Regions from separate parts of the Mus musculus genome. Here regions 2 and 3 are each linked to region 1. The links are chromatin contacts, called in public promoter capture Hi-C maps. All regions are on one chromosome and are shown on one strand. The core of a region is the stretch at or near the end of the contact, and the rest is flanking DNA. Distances in the headings are between cores, read along the strand shown. Region 1 holds the start of Zfp457 (zinc finger protein 457). Region 2 holds the start of Zfp729a (zinc finger protein 729a). Region 3 holds the start of Zfp738 (zinc finger protein 738).

What was found. Capture Hi-C pulls out chosen DNA fragments and counts their contacts.
Region 2: a promoter capture Hi-C map of liver shows a contact between it and region 1. The contact joins the promoter of Zfp729a here to the promoter of Zfp457 in region 1. A contact is called at or near these places in 1 of 39 promoter capture datasets (embryonic stem cells), 12 of 484 Hi-C or Micro-C datasets (the C2C12 cell line, CD4 T cells, CD8 T cells and 6 more), 6 of 115 datasets of contacts at active chromatin or transcription factors (cardiomyocytes, embryonic stem cells, large pre-B cells and 2 more) and 3 of 9 other capture datasets (adipose tissue, liver and pancreatic islet).
Region 3: a contact with region 1 is called in a promoter capture Hi-C map of liver, with 3 times the contacts expected there. The contact joins the promoter of Zfp738 here to the promoter of Zfp457 in region 1. A contact is called at or near these places in 12 of 484 Hi-C or Micro-C datasets (CD4 T cells, cerebral cortex, double positive thymocytes and 8 more), 2 of 115 datasets of contacts at active chromatin or transcription factors (cardiomyocytes and memory CD8 T cells) and 2 of 9 other capture datasets (adipose tissue and liver).

The regions. Positions count from the first base shown.
Region 1 is chr13:67,303,555-67,308,061 of GRCm38.p6, forward strand. Zfp457 (zinc finger protein 457) reads right to left here and starts at 2,858. Exons shown (of 4, transcript NM_001003666.2): 1 at 2,796-2,858. The coding sequence starts at 2,801.
Region 2 is chr13:67,635,034-67,639,530 of GRCm38.p6, forward strand. Zfp729a (zinc finger protein 729a) reads right to left here and starts at 2,748. Exons shown (of 4, transcript NM_183146.4): 1 at 2,614-2,748. The coding sequence starts at 2,649.
Region 3 is chr13:67,682,062-67,686,672 of GRCm38.p6, forward strand. Zfp738 (zinc finger protein 738) reads right to left here and starts at 1,451. Exons shown (of 4, transcript NM_001001187.3): 1 at 1,342-1,451. The coding sequence starts at 1,377.

The DNA of each region.
Region 1 (4,507 bases), core at 1,608-4,107:
TGGAGGAAGAAGAGGGTATTCCACCAGGACACATTACTGCATGGATGTCGGTGATACCAGATTTGATGGATAGTGGTAGATGTGGTGGTCATTTTCCATTTGCAGAGTGTCAAGTTGTTCAGGAAAAATTCAGGTAAAATTAGAAATCCCCATGAGGTCATGACAGGAAAAAAAAACAGAAGAATATGCAACAATAACTAATCTTTCCTGAAAATCAGAGGAAGAGTCAAGTCAGGCAAAGAGGAGAACCTTTCCCCACATGGTAAATGGAAACAAGTTCCTAATCTCCAACATTAACAAAAGGATGCTAGTGAAAATGTGGATTTAAGATTTCAAGTACGTCCCATAGAACTTCTTAAAGCACATTTGTAACATCTTTATTTTTTTTTCCATTTTTTATTAGGTATTTAGCTCATTTACATTTCCAATGCTATACCATGTAACATCTTTATAATTAGAAGATGTCAATTGGATGGATTTCTGTCCGGTCCCTGGTGCTCAGAAGTGAAAGGAACATGAAGAAGTTATTATAACACCCAAAGAACAACATTTTAAGAATCTTTTTAATATGCAGAGTCTCACGTAGCCTAGGCTCCCTTGAGTTGGCTATGAAGGAGAGGATGACTTTGAATTCCAGGACTCCTGACTCCTCCTCAAAACACAGAGATGACAGAAATGAATCATAGAATATACTTAAGTTCACTCTTCAATAATTAGGCTGTTTGATTTTAAATACATATAAATAAATATTTGGTGCCTGTAAGTTATATGTGACGATGCTCATGTACTCTTTCTATATTATAAGGACTGTGTTTTGTTGCACAAGGCAGCACACAATTCCCAATTGATAAACTGTTATATGTAACATTAACTAGGAAGTGTCTATTTATTCTAGATATGGTTGCAAACTCATTGAAAATTCCAGTAGCTAGGACAAGGTGGTCTGAAGCCCATGCTTCCTGACAGTAGACTTGAATGCTGTAGGTCAGGCTCCAGCTCTGGCTCACAAACACTTGGTTTGACTGAAGAGTGATAATATAAGCAAGATCCCCTGAGATAGGGGGAGCGGCTGTGGAGGAGAAATCTTGAAACACACACACACACACACACACACACACACACACACACACACACACACACACACACTAAAATCTGTGTGTATTCTGTGAATGCAAAACTCTTGTAAGGAGTCTGTGGGTGCAGAGTCTGATGGCCCACGTGTAAGTTCACCGAGGGGCAGAGCCTGGAATTCTGCAGGTTCAGGGTTAGCTGTCTTACCTTGGGCTGGTTTTACCTTCAGGGTCAGTCCTTGCCTCACTCTATAGTGGACCACATAGCTTATGACAATAGATAAAAACCTCCCAGAATCCACTGACAAGGGAGAACATAAGTTTCTATGAATCCAAAAGCTAAAATCTCAGCAGATGGTATCTTAGGTGAATAGAATATCTCCCATATATCGTAGTACATGCTTCTATCGACTCACACCAAAGTATTTTAAATTTTCCTTGGTTAATGACATTCTTTGTTCTGTAAAACCATGAAACTGATTCCATGTTGGAGCATAGAATTTGGATTAAAGTAAATCTGTGTTCTCAGATCAAGGCTATTCAAATGGCTCTGGACTAAACTATTCTCTTAACCCTTCAGGAGGAGAACTATGCATAGACAGGAACCTATGTGAAAAATCATTAGACCCCAAATGTATAACAGCTTTCCAAATTTATATTCCAGCTGTTCCAAAGCAGTTGAAAAACTTGGGGAATTCTTCCTAAAACTATTAAAGGTGCCTCAGTAAACCTGAATGTCACATTGAGGGACAGAAAATTTAATATTTAAGACAGTTAAATTTAGGACAGTTCAGACGCTGCTGACAATGTGAAGAGACAGAAGAAAATCATGTGATAAGAAAACATAGTACAATGTACAGAGCCTGGCAGATTAGAGAGCAATGTACAGAGCCTGGCAGATTAGAGAACAATTTACAGAGCCTGGCAGATGAGCAGAGCCATTTTCCTCTTCCCTTTCAGACTTTCCAGCCCCACCCAGCAATCTCTCATCACACCAAGTCGTCTCTCATCTGAAAAGAAGTCCAAATTTGGACAGAACACATACTCAGAACCGTTGAGGTACTGCTGTCTAGCGATTTTAATTTGATGTGCAAAATCCATAATTATCTGGATTGGGCAAACATAGGTTCATACCAATTACAAGATTATTCTGTGGCTACATAGCCATGTATTGTGATGATTCAAGTCACAGAGATGTCTATTGGAAATTCCCACTCTAACCAAGGCATCCATAAATCTAACAATTCATTCCAAAGGAAAAGTAACTAACAACCCACACAACAATCACCGTCACAGGACTCTCTGTCCCTAGACACTAGGACCTTTGGGAAGCTGTGTGAGCTCAAACCAGGAGTAATCTCTAGGACATAAAGTATATGGGGCGCTAGATGTCCACGTGTTCTGTATGTCCTAAGAATCTGACAACCACCACAGGAGAACCCGTCAGCTAGGCAGAGCACGTTTCCCCAGCAAAGATGCGTGAGCTCCCGTCAGCATCTCAGGCACAGGCAGTGAGCAGACCCTGCCTGCCCTTGCCATCCTGCTGTTTCCAACCTTCTCCTCTTCAAACCTGTGCCCAGGGACAGTGGCCCAGCCTAGGTCAGCACAGCACCTCAAGGTCAGCAGCTTCCTGTCTCACAAGCCCAAGTTGGCACTCTCTGTGCCCTATCCGCCACCCTGCACAGTCCTTCAGATCTGCAAGATGGTGCTGTTCCCTGCACCAACCTCCATGGCAGAAATCCAAATGCAGCGCTCAACAGGACAGCTGCACAAATTTGAGAAGAAGCGAAGTTTGAAGAAAGAATACGGAATTTTGTTGCTGACAGCTCTTTCTGATGACGTCACAGGCGATGGGACTACATTTCCCACAAGTCAGTTGGAAGGACTTCCGGGAACCCACTGAAGAGCTTTTGTACACTGCCTGGATTACAGTCCACTGAGAGCAGCTGCACATGGGCATGCACATGGAATTTGGGCTCTTTTAAAATCCTTGGTCATGGCACGAAATGTTTGCCTGTAAGATGAGCCTTTCACAGTAATCACGTTCATCACGTTTCCATGTTATCTCTGCTACAACTCTGATCTATGTATAGAATCATTCACGAATGAAAAATTCATGCTTTCATGATCTGCTTTATTTAAGAATGTGGAAGCAGGAAGTTAATGTAGGAGTGAGCATTATCTCTTTACGATTCTATTGAAACCATCTTAGTCGCTTAAGATAGAAGAATTGGAGATCAAATCTAGTCACCAGCAGATGTTTTCTTAGTACAGGCTTTCCTGTCTCCCAAGGGGAGGGGCAGAGTTCCTGGGATCACAATGGTGTGTGTACTGACTGTCGAGCCATTGTGCACTTACAGGATTTCCCTTTGCCTTAGGTTTGATGTTTCTTATTGATTTTCCTGTCTCTGCACTGATCCTGTCATCGGTCATATTTGAAAATATTTGAACATTAGTGTTATCTGTCTTGAACTTCCCTCCCTTCTAAATAGAACACTTGAGTGTTTTCTCCTTGAATACAAAGGTATCAGATATATGTTCATATTACTGTCAAATAAGTCACTGTAATAAAGAAGTTACACTGGAAACATGCAGGATTGAGAATCCCTACCTTTTCATGGGAAGGTTTATTCCTGTGTAGTTCATACTTGAGTCAAAGTTACAAACTCCATTACAGAAAAGGCTTCATACTTCCCGGAATCCTAATGATCCAAAAGGAACCCGTTTCAGCGCAAAGACTGTGCAGAGTCCCTATTCTTTTTCAGGAGTATGTTTATCCAGAGATGCAGATCATTTGCTCACTCAGAGAAACTAGAGGCAAGGAGCAGTACGTGTGTGTACCTGTGCTTGATTGGCAAGCATCATGACTGGTCTGTCCTCCTCCTGAATGCTGCAGTGAAGGGCATTGTCAGAAGCCACAAAAGTTATTATTTCTCAGCATAGCTAGTTTTCCAATATGTGTTATGTGTTGAGGTCTGGTCTGTTGCTATGTATGTAATGCTAAATTCTATACCCGAAGATCTAAGCCTACCACAGACTTCTCACATTTACAAGGTTCTGTTGTGCAAACCTTGTTCCTTGATTTAATACTATTAGTTAAATCAAATTGGCTACAGCCAATTACTGGAGAAATTACAGGTAGGTGGGTTTTGAGTTACCTGGTAGAGGGTCGAGAAGAGAGAGAGAAGGAAGAGAGACCAGGAAAAGGAGGAAGAATGGGGAAAGAGGACAAAGATGCCATGTCTCAAAGATGAGACATGGCCATGAGAAACAGCAAGTATCTGGGGTATACCATCGGGAAGAAAGGAGGACACCAGGATAGCAGTTAGAAGAATAAATGAGGGCTGCCCTCCCCAGTAATTGTCAAAGCCAATGGAAATAACCATAGTCTGAGTCTTATTTATTTGTAAGCTAGTCAAGGGTAAGCTTAAATTAGT
Region 2 (4,497 bases), core at 1,498-3,997, 330 kb after region 1:
GGGTCAGGACAGAAAATAATAGAGAATAGTCAGAGTACAAAGAAAGGCTAACATTCCCTGCTAGTCAAGCAAGGCAGAGAGAATGCCCCCCACCCTAACTGCTTGCACAGTAAATGTAAGCAAGATCCTGATCTTCAACACAAGTCATTAACAAAAGGATGCTAGCAAAATACTAGATTGGTAAGGTTTTAGGATTAGGAAGATATCAAGTGGATGGATTCTAGTTAGGTCACTGGTGCTCAGAACTGAGAGCAACAGAAGTAATTACTACACCCAATACAGTATGCTTTAAAAGTCTTTTAAATCAAGGGGTCTCAAGTAGCTTAGGCTCCCCTGAGTTGGCTATGAAGGAAAGGATGACTTTGAACTCCAGGATTCCTGATTCCTCCCCCAAAACACAGAGATGAATGACACAATAGGCTTTAGCTCACTTGTCTATCATAGGGCTGATTAATAGAAAATATACGACTATTTGGTGTCTGTAAGTTTATATATGAGCACCCTGCTGTACCCTCTCTATGTTGTAATGAATGTGTTTTGGTGTACAAGGTAGCATGTGATTCCCGACTTCATATACTGTTATATTTTCCCTACCGATTAGCATCATTAACTAGGAAATGTTTATTTATTCTAGATGTGGTTGCAAACTCATTGAAAATTCCAGTAGCTAGGACAAGGTGGTCTGAAGCCCATGCTTCCTGACAGTAGACTTGAATGCTGTAAGTCAGGCTCCAGCTCTGGCTCACAAACACTTGGTTTGACTGAAGAGTGATAATATAAGCAAGATCCCCTGAGATAGGGGAGGGGCTGTGGAGGAGAAATCCTGAAAACAAAAAACAAAAACAAAAAACCAAACAGACAAAAAAACCTGTGTGTATTCTGTGAATGCAAAACTCTTGTAAGGAGTCTGTGGGTGCAGAGTCTGATGGCCCACGTGGAAGTTCACTGAGAGGCAGAGCCTGGAATTCTGCAGGTTTAGGGTTAGCTGTCTTACCTTGGGCTGGTTTTACCTTCAGGGTCAGTCCTTGCCTCACTCTGTAGTCGGCCACACAGCTTGTGACAATAGATAAAAACCTCCCAGAATCCACTGACTAGGCAGAACATGAGCTTCTATCAATCCAAAAGCTAAAATCTCATCAGATGGTATCTTAGACATTGAAAATATCTCCAATGTCTCATAGTGCATGCCTCTATCAGACTCACACCAATGTATTTCAAATTTTCCTTGGTCAATGACATTATTTGTTCTGTACAACCATGAAACTGGTTCCATGTTGGAGTATGGAATTTGGTTTAAACTAAATCTATGTTCTTAGATCATGGCTACTCAAATAGCTGTGGACTAAACAATTCTCTTAGCCCTTTAAGAGGAGAACTGTGCATTTTTACATGAACATAAACCTACTATGTGTAAATCATAAGACCCCAAGAGTGCCACGGCTTTTGAAATTTATATTACAACTTTTCAAAATATTTATTTATTTATTTATATGAGCATTCTTTTGCTGACATACCAGAAGAGAACATCAGATCCAATAATAGACGGTTGGGAGCCAACAAGTGGTTGCTGGAATTAAACTCAGGACCTTTGGAAGAATAGGCATGCTCTTAACCAATAAGCCATCTCTCCTTCCCTATCTTACAGCTTTTCAAATACAGTTGAAAAAATTGGAGAATTCTTTCTAAAACTATTAAGGGTGTGTCACTAAACCTGAATGTCACATTGAGGGACAAAAGAAAATTTAAAAGAGTTCAGACACTGCTGATAACGTGAACTCTAGGAAGAAAAGCACGTGAAGAGACAACAATGTACAGAGTCTGGCAGATTAGAAAGCAATGCACAGAGCCTGGCAGATGAGCAGAGGCATTTCCCCCTTCCCTTTCAGACTTTCCAGTGCCACCCTGTGATCTCTCATCACCCCAAGTCGTCTCTCACATCTGAAAAGGAGTCAAAATTTTGGACACAACACATACTCAGAACTGTTGAGGTATTATTGTCTAGTGATTTTTAATCTTTAGTGTAAAATCCTATTTATTTGGATTGTGCAAACACTGGTTCATACCAACTACAAGATTATTTTGTGGTTTTATAGCCATGTATTGTCGCATTCAGGTCACAAAGGTGTCTATCAGAAAATGTGATTTGAATCAGGGCATCCGTGAGTCTAACAATTCATTCCAAAGGAACAGGAACTAACATCCCACACAACAGTTTGCCCTCCCTCACAGGATTCTTGCTCCTTGGACACTAGGAACTTTAGGAAGCTGTTTGAGCTCAAACCAGGAGTAGTCTCCAGGACATAACATACAGAGGGCGCTACAAGTCCAAGTGCTCTGTATGCCCTGAGAATCTGACTACAGTCACGTGAGAACGGGTCAGCTAGGTAATGATGAGTGCGCTCCCGTCAGCATCTCGGGAACAGGCAGTCAGCAGACCCAGCCTGCCCTTGCCATCCTGTTGTTTTCAACCTTCTCCCCTTCAAACCCGTGCCCAGGCGCAGCGGCCCAGCTTAGGTCAGCACAGCATCTCCAGGTCAGCAGCTTCCTGCCTCTCAACAAGCCCGAGCCAGCTCCCTCCGTGCCCTACCTGCCACCCTGCACAGCCCCTCAGACCTGAAAGAAGGCGCTGGTCCCTGCACCGAACTCCATCTCAGAAATCCAGATGCAGCGCTGAGCAGGACAACTGCATACATTTGAGGAGTGAAGTTTGAAGGAAGAATAAGGAAGTTCGAGTCCGATGGCCCTTTCTAATGACGAAACAGGAACCAGGACTACACTTCCCACAAGTCAGTTGGAAGGACTTACAGGGACCCCACCTAAGATGTCTTGTGCATTGCCTGCCTTGCGGTCCAGCTGTGGGCAGCTGAAGTTGGAAAGAACTAAGCTGCAGCACATGGGCAGCCACAGGGAAAGTGGGCTTTTAAAAAAGTCTTTGGTTACAGCAAGCGATGTTAGCCTGTGAGCTGAGTTTCACAGTAATGTTTATCACATTTCCTTGTTATCTCTGCTAAAACATTGTGAGATTAAAGCTTCGATCTTTCTTTCTTTTTTTTTTTTCCCCTTGGTTTTTTAAAGCACAGATTTACTTATGGAATATTACTACCGAATGGAAAATTCATGCTTTCATTGTTTATTTAAAATATGAAAGCAGGAAGTTAATGTAGGAGTGGGCATTATCTCTTTAATATGCTATCAAAACCATCCCAGGTGCTGAAGACAGAATTAGAAATCAAACTGAGTCACCACGAAGTGTTTTCTGAGCACTTGCTTTCCTCCTCTGAATCTCTCCCAAGAGGAGGGGCAGAGCTCCTTGGATCACAATGGTGTGTGTACTGGCTCTTCAATTTCCCTCTGTGTTTGGTTTGATGTTCCTTATTGATTTTCCTGTCTCCACTGATCCTGTCATCATTCACATTTGATAATACTTGAACATTACTGGTAGCTGCCTTGCACTTCCCTCACTTCTCCTAAACAGAACACCGAGATAGTTCCTCCTGGAATTCAAAGGTATCAGAAATATGTTCATATCACTGTAAAATGAGGTCGATGTATTAAAGAAGTTAGACTGGAAACTTGGAGTATGGAGAATTCCCATCTTTTCGTGGGAAGGTTTATTCCTGTGTAGTTCATGCTTGAGTTAAAGCTACAAATGGCATTACAGAAAAGTCTTCATACTTCCCTGAGGCACAATAATTCAAAGCCAAGCTGTTTCAGAGCAGAGACTGTGCAAAATCCCATTCCAATTTTTCTTCTCTAGGGAGTGTGTTTGCCTAGGGATCAGAACAGATTCCTTAACTTAGAAAAACTAGAGTCAACAAGCAGTACATTCACCTGGACATTTGATTGGCATGTCTGTTTAGAATGAGGTCATGAGTGGTCTGTCATCCCCCTGATGGCTGTAGTGAAGGGCATTGCCAACAACCAGAAGGACTTAACATTTCTGAGCATAGTTAGTTTTCCAATATGTGTATGTGTTGAGGTTTGGTATGTTGCTATGTATTGTAATACTAAATTTTATATCTGAAGGTCTAAGCTTACCATGGACCTCTCACATTTAAAAGGTTCTGTTGTGCAAACCTTGTTCCTTGATTGAAAACTATTAGTTAAATCAAATTTGGTACAGCCTATTACTGGAAGGACTAGAAGTAGGTGGCTTTTGAGTTAGGTGGTATGGGGTGGAGAAGAGAGAGAAGGAAAAGAGGCCAGGAAAAGGAGGAAGAATGGGTGAAGAGGATGAGCTGCCATGGGGGGGGGGTGTACATGGCTGGGAGAAACATTAAGTATCTGAAGTACACCACTGGGAAGGTAGCCAAGAAAGCAGTTAGAGGAAGAGTAAATTAGGGGTTGAACCCCAGTACTTGTCAAAGCCAGATGAAATAACCTCGAGTCTGAACCTCTTTTACTTGTAAGCTAGTTAGGGATAAGCCCTTATGAAAGAAAACATTTAATTGGAACTGGCTTACATTTTCAGAGAGTCAGTTCAATATCATCATGGTA
Region 3 (4,611 bases), core at 201-2,700, 380 kb after region 1:
TCATGGCTACTCAAATTGCTCTGTACTAAACTATTCTCTTAACCTTTCAAGAGGAGAACTGTGCATTTTTGAATGATCATAAACATACTATGTGTAAACCATAAGACCGAAAGTATTTTTCTTTCTTTCTTTCTTTCTTTCTTTCTTTCTTTCTTTCTTTCTTTCTTTCTTTCTTTTCTTTCTTTGAGCATTCTTTTGCTGACACACCAGAAGAGAACATCAGATCCAATTATAGATAGTCGGGAGCCACCAAGTGGTTGCTGGGAATTAAACTCAGGACCTTTGGAAGAACAGCCAGATATCTTAACCACTGAGCCATCTCTCCAGTTCTATCTTACAGCTTTTCAAATACAGTTGAAAAACTTGGGAGAATTTTTTCTAAAACTATTAAGAAGGGTGTGTCAGTAAACATGAATGTCACATTAAGGGATAAAGGAAAATTTAAGAGAGTTCAGACAATGCTGATAACATGAACACAAAGAAGAAAAGCAAGTGAAGAGACAACAATGTACAGACTCTGGCAGATTAGAGAGCAATGTACAGATCCTTGCAGATTAGAGTGCAATGTACAGAGCCTGGAAGATGAGCAGAGCCATTTCCCCCTTCCCTTTCAGACTTTCTAGCCCCCCCTGCCATTTCTCATCACACCAAGTCAAGTCTCTCACATCTGAAAAGGAGTCAAAATTTTGGACACAACACATACTCAGAATTGTTGAGGTATTATTGTCTAGTGATTTTTAATCTTTAGTGTAAAATCCTATTTATTTGGATTGTGCAAACACTGGTTCATACCAACTACAAGATTATTTTGTGGTTTTATATCCATGTATTGTCGCATTCAGGTCACAAAGGTGTCTATTAGAAAATCTTATTTGAATCAGGGCATCCGTGAGTCTAACAATTCGTTCCAAAGGAACAGGAACTAACATCCCACACAACAGTTTGCCCTCCCTCACAGGATTCTTGCTCCTTGGACACTAGGAACTTTAGGAAGCTGTTTGAGCACAAACCAGGAGTGGTGTCCAAGACATAACGTATAGAGGGTGCTACATGTCAAGTGCTCTGTATGTCCTGAGAATCTGACTACAGTCACGTGAGAACGGGCCAGCTAGGTAATGATGAGTGCGCTCTTGTCAGCATCTCAGGAACAGGCAGGCAGCTGACCCAGCCTGCCCTTGCCATCCTGTTGTTTTCAGTCTTTTCCCCTTCAAACCCGTGCCCAGGCGCAGCGGCCCAGCCTAGGTCAGCACAGCATCTCCAGGTCAGCAGCTTCTTGCCTCTCAATAAGCCCGAGCCAGCTCCCTCCGTGCCCTACCTGCCACCCTGCACAGCCCCTCAGACCTGAAAGATGGCGCTGCTCCCTGCACCAACCTCCATGTCAGAAATCCAGATGTAGTGCTGAGGACAACTGCATACATTTGAGGAGTGAAGTTTGAAGAAAGACTAAGGAAGCTCGATTCCGAGGGCCCTTTCTGATGACCTCACAAGGGACGGGACTACACTTCCCACAAGTCAGTTGGAAGGACTTACAGGGACCCACAGAAGAGGTCTTGTGCATTGCCTGCCTTGCAGCCCAGCTCTGGGCAGCTGAAGTTAGAAAAAAACAGGCTGCAGCATGTGGGCAGCCACAGGGAAATTGGGCTTTAAAAAAAGTCTTTGGTCACAGCACGCGATGTTAGCCTGTGAGCTGAGTTTCACAGTAATGTTTATCGCATTTCCTTGTTATCTCTTCTAAAACATTGTGAGTTTAAAGCTCGGATCTTTTTTGTTGTTATTGTTGTTTTTGGTTTTTTAAAAAGCACATCTCTACTTATTAGCATCTTACTACGGAGTGGAAAATTAATGCTTTCATGGTTTACTTAAAATATGAAAAAGGAAGATAATGTAAGAGTGGGCATTATCTCTTTAAGATGTTATCGAAACCATCCCAGGTACTTAAGACAGAATTAGAAATCAAAGTGAGTCACCACCAAGTATTTTCTGAGCACTTGCTTTCCTCCTCTGAATCTCTCCCAAGAGGAGGGGCACAGCTCCTAGGATCACAATGGTGTGTGTACTGGCTCTTCAATTTCCCTCTGTGTTTGGTTTGATGTTCTTTATTGATTTTCCTGTCTCCACTGATCCTGTCATCATTCACATTTGATAATACTTGAACATTACTGGTAGCTGCCTTGTACTTCCCTCACTTCTCCTAAGCAGAACACTGAGATCGTTCCTCCTGGAATATAAAGGTATCAGAAATATGTTCATATCACTGTAAAACGAGGTCGATGTATTAAAGAAGTTAGACTGGAAACTTGGAGTATTGAGAATTCCCATCTTTTCGTGGGAAGGTTTATTCCTGTGTAGTTCATGCTTGAGTTAAAGCTACAAATGGCATTACAGAAAAGATTTCATACTTCCCTGAGGCACAATAATTCAAAAGCAAGCTGTTTCAGAGCAGAGACTGTGCGAAATCCCTAAGTAATAAAAGGATTGTCTCTGAATCCTTTGGGTGAGAGCAAGGATTTAAGGTAAACTTCCTTTAAGAAGCATTAGTTAATAAAATACTTTCCACTTAGGAAACAATATACACTGAAAGATTAAAACTCTTGGCTTCAAGTATAGAAGCAGAAACAATAAAAATTTTTCTTACATAAGGTAAAGTTACATTAGCCATACCTAGAGGCAAAATTTTCTAGTGATTACAGTTCACCTGAAGCAAAACTCTTTGAATTTAAGCATTATTTTAAACATCTGAATAGATCTGCAACACTGTTAAAAAGAAATTTTCTTGGACACAGGGAAAAACTTTCTCAGGCACTGTTTGCAAAACACAAGAAGGCCACAAGCCGCTCTGGGGCTGCCCAGAGCCCTGCATTGACTCAAAGGTAAAATACTTTTTTTAATCTGAGCATCTTGGCCCTCCTGTAATAAGGACCAATTCTAGAGGAACAATGTAACCGTCTACGCCTCTAAAGTTTGATACTCTTTCTTAAGATGACTTACAGTTAAAATGTTCTTCACAACTTTAGTGTTGTGAAAAAATTGCCCGTACTGCAGTTTCCTGCCAGGCAGCAACTATAGCCAAAGTGATTGTCTAATCTATTCACAAAGACAAACATAACTAGATAACTCTGTCACAGTTTTGTATGAAGTGAGCTGTATTAGTGCTTTCAAAAGATGATTACTCTTGTAATAATCTTAATTAACAATATATGGGTGAGTAGAAAATCTTAAATTTGCAATGAAACTGCAGGCTGAAGTCAGTGGAACTCTGGCAGTTTTAACCATAATTTTTAAGTTTCTTGTGCAAGGTTAGGATAATACCTACAACCTTGGGAAAGCAAAACCCAAGTTTAAAACAATTTATCATCTTTAAAATCAATATTAGAAGCATTACTATCCCATTACGAAGTTTGGATGCCAATTAATACTTATGAATACCTATTAAAGCAAGCTTTACTGCTTTAATAAAGAGGCATTGTTTTAGATCTTATCTTAAATTTTACTATTTAGGATAGGAACCACATTAATTATTATCTAAACTAGAAATATCTTTAGAAACCCAGCCTCTTGGCCTGCTTTATGCCACGTGTCGGAAGGACTCTAAACTTGAGTTATCAAATTTAACACTAACCATCTATAGCAATGTAACAATTATTAATCTTAACCAACAACTTATGAGCTGGATGTGAAAACATGCAGAGCACATTATCAATAAAAAAGAACCAAATGAAGCAGTTACATTTAGACCAATCAGAGAATATTAATTTTTCTAGCTACAATCATAGAATAAAAGGCACTTTACCATTCTCAAACACATTAGTCAGAAACCATTTATCAGCTTTTTTACTCCGAAACTAAGAGGCTGTGCACTCGCCCTTATTTCCTAAAACGAACAGTTTTTCCAGCAGGGGCCCTCCTGCCACGTGTCTGATTCCTGGCTGAAACACGTGGCAGCTCTCGGCTTTGCAGATAAAGTTTTTTATACCATCTTTATTATCCAACATAAAACATAGAACATTCATTCATACAGACTGGACACGAACATACATGAATTGAACACGAGAACAGATTGGTGCACCAGACATTAGACAAGACACAAAAGGGAACAGAGTACTCCTGCTATAAGGCCCAGAGAGAAATTTCTCTCTGCTTTTTGGAACATTTTCCTCCCTCATGATGCAGTTTTTATTAACTGCGGCAATCCGCCTGATTATTAATTTCCTTTTAATAAACCCTTTCTTTTCTCACGCCTAATGTAGCTTCGGAGAGCCACGGCCTACCGCCTGTTACCCAGCTCCTCTTAAGCTTCACTGCTGAACCTAAGTGAACCAGCGCTCGGGTTTAACGCTGTCTCAGCTTAGCCCATACCTTCTCCGGTATGAATTTCCTTTATCCTTTAATTATTTCATGGAGCTCCGAACCAGCAGTGTCTCTTCCAAAAATCCTTTGCCGTTTCTCAGTCCCGCGTTGGTTCGCCAAATGTTGTGTCCAGCCAGCAGACCACAACCTGGGTTCTAGCCTGGAAAGGCATTTTGGAAACCTGGAAGAGAAGAGGGGCTAGGTGGCGAGATAAAGAAATGCAGCTAAGACAGTTATTCTGATCAAAGCTCAATTTTACTGTTC